Linked DNA regions of Hordeum vulgare: region 1 is linked to region 2. Evidence: chromatin contacts called from public Hi-C data. All regions are on one chromosome and are shown on one strand. The core of a region is the stretch at or near the end of the contact, and the rest is flanking DNA. Distances in the headings are between cores, read along the strand shown.

Region 1 (3,371 bases), core at 814-3,313, 210 kb before region 2:
AAGCTGTAAAATAAAGCTGACAGTTCATGAGTACTTAGTGAAAGACGATGGATGAAACGGCCTATCTTTAGTTCTTTATTTACCATGGCAAACGAGCTAAACAATTTAAAACTATTCGATGAAGGATCACATCAGTTGTACCAATATTCGGAGAAGAGAGCAGCACATGAAATTCTGTCTTTAGAGGTTATAAAATAACGCACAACGAACATCTTTTTTACTTGGAAGAATCCAAAGGCACGTACGGTGCATATCATATTTACAGAACCTCCTGACAGGGAGGGGAAAAAAGAATTACTGCCAAATGAACAAACAAACAATGCATCCATGTGAGCAGAATGTACTTTGGTTCAGACAGAACCAATTGCCACCCCACTGGAATCCTTGTTAGTATCTCCCATGGCCATCGCAGAATGTACTAATATGATAGTCATAATCAGCAAAAGGAGGGCCACTAGCTCCTCAAAAGCACCAAGCCACTCATTCACTCACTCTGCTTGAGATTTGAGATCTATCCAACCAAGCCGCGCATTTCGATGAATCTATCTGCTCGAGCTACTGTACATCGAGATGAATCTACCTGCTCGAACTAGTGCACATTTGGATCGATGATAAAAAATGATGAATGAACGCACCTTGACCTCGAGAAACAGCTTCTTCTCCCAGGCGTAGAGCCTTTCGACGGTGGAGGAGTGGCTGAGGATCCCACTGCCTCCGCCATTGCCCATCACCCCTTCGTCCCCTCTCTCGAACCTGGAGAAGCCATTGCTGCTGCCTTTCCCGTAGCCTCCTCCTCCGCCGCCCCACGACCACCCCGTAGGCTTCAGGTTCTTGCCGTAGCTCATCACCCTCCCTGAAGAAAGAAACATGAGTTGACTCCATTGCCGCACGCAGCGAAGAATTCATTTATCAGGAAGAACTGAAAATGTGAGCAGGATGGAAGAACGAGGTAGGCTCATCTGTCGGCTGTTCTTGCCTGGGAGGCTGTTGCTGGCGTCGGGGAGCTCGCAGATTGGGGCCTCGAGCAGCGCGGCGACGCGGGCGCCGGCGTCGGCGGCCTTGAGGAAGTACTCGTCGATCTCGGTGGCGATCTCGGCGAGGTCCTTCTTCCCGGCCGCGCCGCCGCCTCCGCCCCGGGGCAGGGCGACGACGGTGAGCTCGCTGGCGGTGGATGTGGTGGCGGTCACGACGGACGGGGCCGGGGGCTGGGCCTGGGCGGCGTTGGCCGTGACGACCACGGGCGGCGGCGTGGCGCGGGGGGATTCGGCGAGGGACGTGGCCGCGTCGTCCCATTCCGCCGCGGCGTCGGCGGGGGAGCGGGAGGAGGAGGGCGCGAAGGGGTCCCAGAAGTCCCAGCTGGACGGCATTGGGGCCGGCGGAGGGGGAGGGGGCGGCAGGATTTGCGAGGCGCTGATGGTGGAGGATGTGGTGGTGGTCCAGGAGCTGGCGGTCCGCGCGGGGCTGAGCGGCGGAGGAGGAGGCGGCGGCGGCGGCGGCGGCGGGGGCGGAGGGGGAGGGGGAGGAGGCGGCGGCGGCTGGTGATGGTGGCGCTGGTGGTGGGTGTGCGGGTGCGGGTGCGGGTTGTCGGCCTCGGCGGTGGCGAACTGGAGCAGCGCGGCGCCGGTGGCCCGCAGGGAGCGGAGGTAGAGCGCGTGGGCGGCGGCCATGTCCCTCCGCGCCTGCACGAGGTGCTTGGTGTAGCGGCGGCGCGCCTTGCAGCGCGACACCGCCTCCTGCCGCTCCAGCCTCGACTGGCAGCAGCCCATCGCCGGCGCGCCGGCCGGTCGACGGATAAGCCGCTCACTCGCCTCCTCCCCTTCCGCTTCCGCTTCCCCTCAAATCTTTGGATCGGCTTGGCTTGGGTGGGAAGACGAAGGCAGTAACCGTTGTCGCTCGCCTCCACTGACCGCGCGCTCCGCTCCGCTCCGCTCCCCCCCTCTTGAGACTCCTCCGTCTGGTCCGGTCGCGTCGCGTCCTTCCAAATTAGCGCTGGGAGGGGGAGTGGAGTGAGAGAGTGAGGGAGTGAGGTGGAGCGGCAGAGGGAGTGCGTGTGAGCTTTGGGGCGGTGTGCGTGCGTGCGTGCATGGGACTGGTGTCTTTCTCGGGCCCCGCCGGGTCCCGAATCCCCACGGTGCCCCCGGCCGCTGTGCGCCCCGCCGCGGCCCGCGCGGGGGCAGCCCGGGCAGACGCACCCCGCGGCTCCAACGGTCGCGCGCCGGGCTCGTTTCGGCCTCGGTGCGTTGCGGGTGCAGGGGATGGGAGGGAACGTTGCGCGAGACGTTGTCGGGCTTCAATGCCCCCCCCCCGATCGCGCGATTGGCAGTTACTCGCGGTGGGTGGGTGGGTCGTCGTCGTCGTCGTTCACCACTTGATTTGCTCGGGTTTGAAAGCGGCAAATGCGTGCGCCGGCGCCGGGTTTATGTAGCGTGTCGTCGACGATGCATGCGTTCCGACTTTTTTTTGGTTTCAGAAAAGTCCGCAATAAACATCTCATGGGTGTGCCTACGAGATGTGATATAAATTATTGCAAATCTGAATGACTAAGGGCAACTTCACGTTCGTTTTGCTCGGATTCTGTCCGTTTGGAGCGGACGATGTGATCATGTCCAGGTCATTTTTGGGATGCGGTGGCCGTGCGCCCAACGCGCGGACGCATCCTGTCCGCCTCATTTTGAAACACAAGCGGTCCATGCAAGCGGTCCTAGATCACGACGGCAACACAACCAACCTACACGTCCTCGCCGACAATACAGCCAACGGCCGGCAACACATCCGGCCTTCAAAAGAATAGGCTTTTCGCCGACAACACATCCAACCTCCAAAAAAAGAACGGCCACGGCCCATCACACCCTAGTTCAGGCCATCGACGTCAAACATCTCTTTCTGCCCGGCCTCGAACCAGCTCCTGGTCTTCTCGCTCATCTTACTCAAGTCCACGCTCATGATCGTCATCGTCACCTCCTTTGATTTGGTTGCGGCATCGGCGGACTCGATGTTGGGTTGCCTCTGCCTGGCCGCGGCATTGGCGGCCTCGATGTTGAGCTGCCTTTGCCTGGCCGCGACATTGGCGGCCTCGATGTCGAGCTGACTCTACCTGGCCGCCTCCTCCATGTCGATCTTCCTCTTCTTGGCCACCTCCTCCATCTCAAGCTTCTTTGTTTGCAGCTCCATGTATTGCTTCATTTGCTTCTCCTTGCCTTGTCGCTTCTTCTCGTCCCTCACTTCCTTTTGAGACATCATGCCATGCAAAGTCTCATGCAAAGCATACGATGGCGCATCACGCTTGTCATCCACCTTGGAGTTGGTCTTGCCCCTCGGCCTCTTCAACGCTTCACCATCTCCACCTCCGACCAAGGGACCACCTTCTTGCC
Region 2 (3,433 bases), core at 919-3,418:
AACTTTCTGGTTTGCATGGTGGGCAGATTGGTCCATGCACCCTTATTCCACCCTGTTGAGATGCAGGTATTTTCAAGATAATCTTCTTATTACAGATTTAGCATTAGCCTTGTGCTGAAAAAGTGATACAACCATCCCCTAACATGTTCTGAAATACCCATTAGTTTTTAGTATGTGAACACATATTATCTTAAAAAAAAATCTAAGGCAGAAACCAAGTCGGCTTAAATGAAAAGTGGAGAAATTTGGAGTTAGATCTGGGGTTGTAATCACCCAGTTCTTGCAACAAAGGAATTATGTGGACGATATAGGAAGCATGGCCATTTCATGTAGAGGACCATTGTGGAGTGTGAAGTCCCAATCATTCTGGCCCCAACTGAAGCAAATGGTTAGGGATATTTCCTCCCCTTGCACCCAACCAACTATGGTCCATAGTTTGGTAACCATCCCAAAAGAATATATTAGGTAGGCAAATATTATGTAAGCCCATCTGGATTTCATCATGGATATGTAAGTCCCTCCTAACATGGAACAATTAAATGGTCCACCTCAGCAAGTCATAGCTTCATCTGCCTAAAATCCTCAGAATGTTATGTCCACAGCCTTCTTACCGCGGAGTGAATCCTAAGCTGTAGAAAATTCAGCGTATTCATATTAATATACGTTCTCCATGAATCCTAAGCTGTAGAAAATTCTGCGTATTCATATTAATCTACGTTCTCCATGAGCAAACGGCAAAGCACATGTGATCATAATTGATGATGTCATTATTAAGCACCACTGATAACGTTATCTTTTGCCATGTGGATTAGCCTATAATCTATTGCCATGTGGATTATCCCATATAAATATGATATCCAGGAGATCTGGGTTGCTACAGAAAGAAATAGGAAGCAGTTGCGGGACTAGTAGGTTTGGTGAATTTCTTAATTTAGGGTTGACCAAGCAGCTCAACTAACCAATATTAGAGCTAGAATACAAAACAGAAATGCTTCATATGAAAGTAGCTTCATTCATCGGACTATGGGCAAATTGGCAGGAGCTATGATTGTGCAAAACAGACTATACTATTAGGCAAAAACAAAGAAAAAAGACGGTGGGTGGGCAAAAGAAAATCCGTTTGAGCAGCGTCAGATACCTGTTCCGCCTCATCCTGTTTTATTATTGAAGAATAAACAAGGAAAAGGGGGTGTATGATGAGGGTGCTTCCATTTGTTAACACCTCATCATGTTTGCATTATGCACATTGGCTTGTTAAATCAGGAAACGGTAAGATGATTGGGGCTCGTGAGATCAGGGCTGGTTTGTTTTATCGAAAATATACATGAATGATCCGTATACAACTAATTCTGTCATATACTAGTGTATATATACAGCAGATCACTGTCATGTTGACATAATTGTTTTGGAGAATCAAAACAACCCCCATAGCCCGCAGACGACACCGTGTAGGTCCCTGCATCTCAGCCACAGCTCACAAGAGGTCCTTAGAAAATGGCTCGGGGAATAATCTCCAACGTGTCACATGTTGTTTATCTAACTGAAGTTGTTGTCAGACGGATTATCGTCGAGGATTTGTCTTGCAGAAAGAAAGATTGAGGTTGTATCTGATCTCGCCGATCGTCGCTGCGGATCATTTACTTGTAGATAGAATTGGTTGGAGACCCCTGCCCTGAGTTTTTGTGTTGCACGAGGAGTTTTAGGCAGGGGCAGCATCAGCACTCAACGGAAAGAGACTTGTAGGGGGATGGATGGACCTAATAATCCCCCACAAACAAATTAGGAAGAGGGGGGCATCACGGGGTGGTGGATGCGGTTAGTTAGTTTGCTGTTAAAACCAGAAGGAACGAAGGCGCCAAGAGGGTAGGCAGGGGAGGCTTACCTCACTTTACACCTACCTGTGAATCGGGCAAGTAGGCACGGCAGGCACACAAGGGAGCTGAGCTGAGCTGAGCTGAGCTTGTGTGTCCTGTGGCCTGTGGCTGGCTGGCTGGCTGTGTCGTTGTTGCCTTTCTATCTTCCTCTTTTTGTGCGCGTAATAAACTGGTAAACAAACAAACCGGCGGTGTGATGAGTTGAGGTGAGGTGAGGTCATGGCCTGGGGTAGAGGGGAGGGGAGGGGAGGGGGAGGCCTACCAGTACCAGCCTAACCTTTTTGCCACCAACTCAGCCTCTAGAAGACCTTCTTCCCCGATCCAGTCAAGTGCACTGCCGCCTATAAAGATCCAGCCTCCTCCTCACCCACCCCTCCCCGTGCGTCCCAGTAGCACTAGCACCCAACAACAACACCAACTTCCACTCCTGCAAACCCCAACCCAACCCAACCCAACCCACCACCGAGAAGCACGAGGAAGAAAGCGGACGGTGTCATCGGCGGCGGACCATCTAAAGCGATGGGGAGGTCGCCGTGCTGCGAGAAGGCGCACACCAACAAGGGCGCCTGGACCAAGGAGGAGGACGACCGGCTCACCGCCTACATCAAGGCGCACGGCGAGGGCTGCTGGCGCTCCCTGCCCAAGGCCGCCGGCCTGCTCCGCTGCGGCAAGAGCTGCCGCCTCCGCTGGATCAACTACCTCCGCCCCGACCTCAAGCGCGGCAACTTCAGCCACGAGGAGGACGAGCTCATCATCAAGCTCCACAGCCTCCTGGGCAACAAGTAGGTCCATCCAAATCATTCATTTTTTCCAACGCCACACGATAGCATATCGTAGCAAGTAGCAACGATGAATGGACGATCATCCTCTGTTGTGCTACATGCATAGGCAGCTCTGACATGTGTTGTTTCTGCTTGGCGCGCGCAGATGGTCCCTGATAGCCGGGAGACTGCCGGGGAGGACGGACAACGAGATCAAGAACTACTGGAACACGCACATCCGGAGGAAGCTGACGAGCCGGGGGATCGACCCGGTGACCCACCGCGCGATCAACAGCGACCACGCCGCGTCCAACATCACCATATCCTTTGAGTCGGCGCAGAGGGACGACAAGGGCGCCGTGTTCCGGCGAGACGCCGAGCCCGCCAAGGCAGCAGCAGCGGCAGCGGCGATCTCACACCACGTGGACCACCATCACCGTAGTAACCCCCAGCTTGACTGGGGCCAGGGGAAGCCGCTCAAGTGCCCGGACCTGAACCTGGACCTGTGCATCAGCCCCCCGATCCACGAGGACCCCATGGTGGACACCAAGCCCGTGGTGAAGAGGGAGGCCGGCGTCGGCGTCGGCGTCGGCGTGGTGGGCCTCTGCTTCAGCTGCAGCATGGGGCTCCCCAGGAGCTCGGACTGCAAGTGCAGCAGCTTCATGGGGCTCCGGACCGCCATGCTCGACTTCAGAAGCATCGAGATGAAATGAGCAGAGCAGAGCAGAGCACCCCCTCTCTTCTCTGCTCTTCTCTCCCCTGTCTGTGACGTGGAGATATTGGTTTAGCCTGTAGGTG

Evidence for each region. Hi-C and Micro-C count contacts between places; a contact is called where the count stands out from the background.
Region 1: a Hi-C map of leaf shows a contact between it and region 2, with 3 times the contacts expected there. The contact joins the promoter of LOC123400165 here to the promoter of LOC123400161 in region 2. A contact is called at or near these places in 3 of 6 Hi-C or Micro-C datasets (leaf and seedling) and 1 of 1 datasets of contacts at active chromatin or transcription factors (embryo).

What each region holds. Positions count from the first base shown.
Region 1 is chr5H:504,748,340-504,751,710 of MorexV3_pseudomolecules_assembly, reverse strand. It overlaps LOC123400165 (protein ALTERED PHOSPHATE STARVATION RESPONSE 1), which reads right to left and starts at 2,063. Exons shown (of 4, transcript XM_045094580.1): 1 at 977-2,063; 2 at 636-853. The coding sequence starts at 1,766. It also overlaps the pseudogene LOC123397052.
Region 2 is chr5H:504,537,481-504,540,913 of MorexV3_pseudomolecules_assembly, reverse strand. It overlaps LOC123400161 (myb-related protein Hv1), which reads left to right and starts at 2,168. Exons shown (of 2, transcript XM_045094578.1): 1 at 2,168-2,656; 2 at 2,802-3,433. The coding sequence starts at 2,394. The coding sequence ends at 3,348. All of the region lies in intron 19 of LOC123400162 (a long non-coding RNA gene), which reads left to right.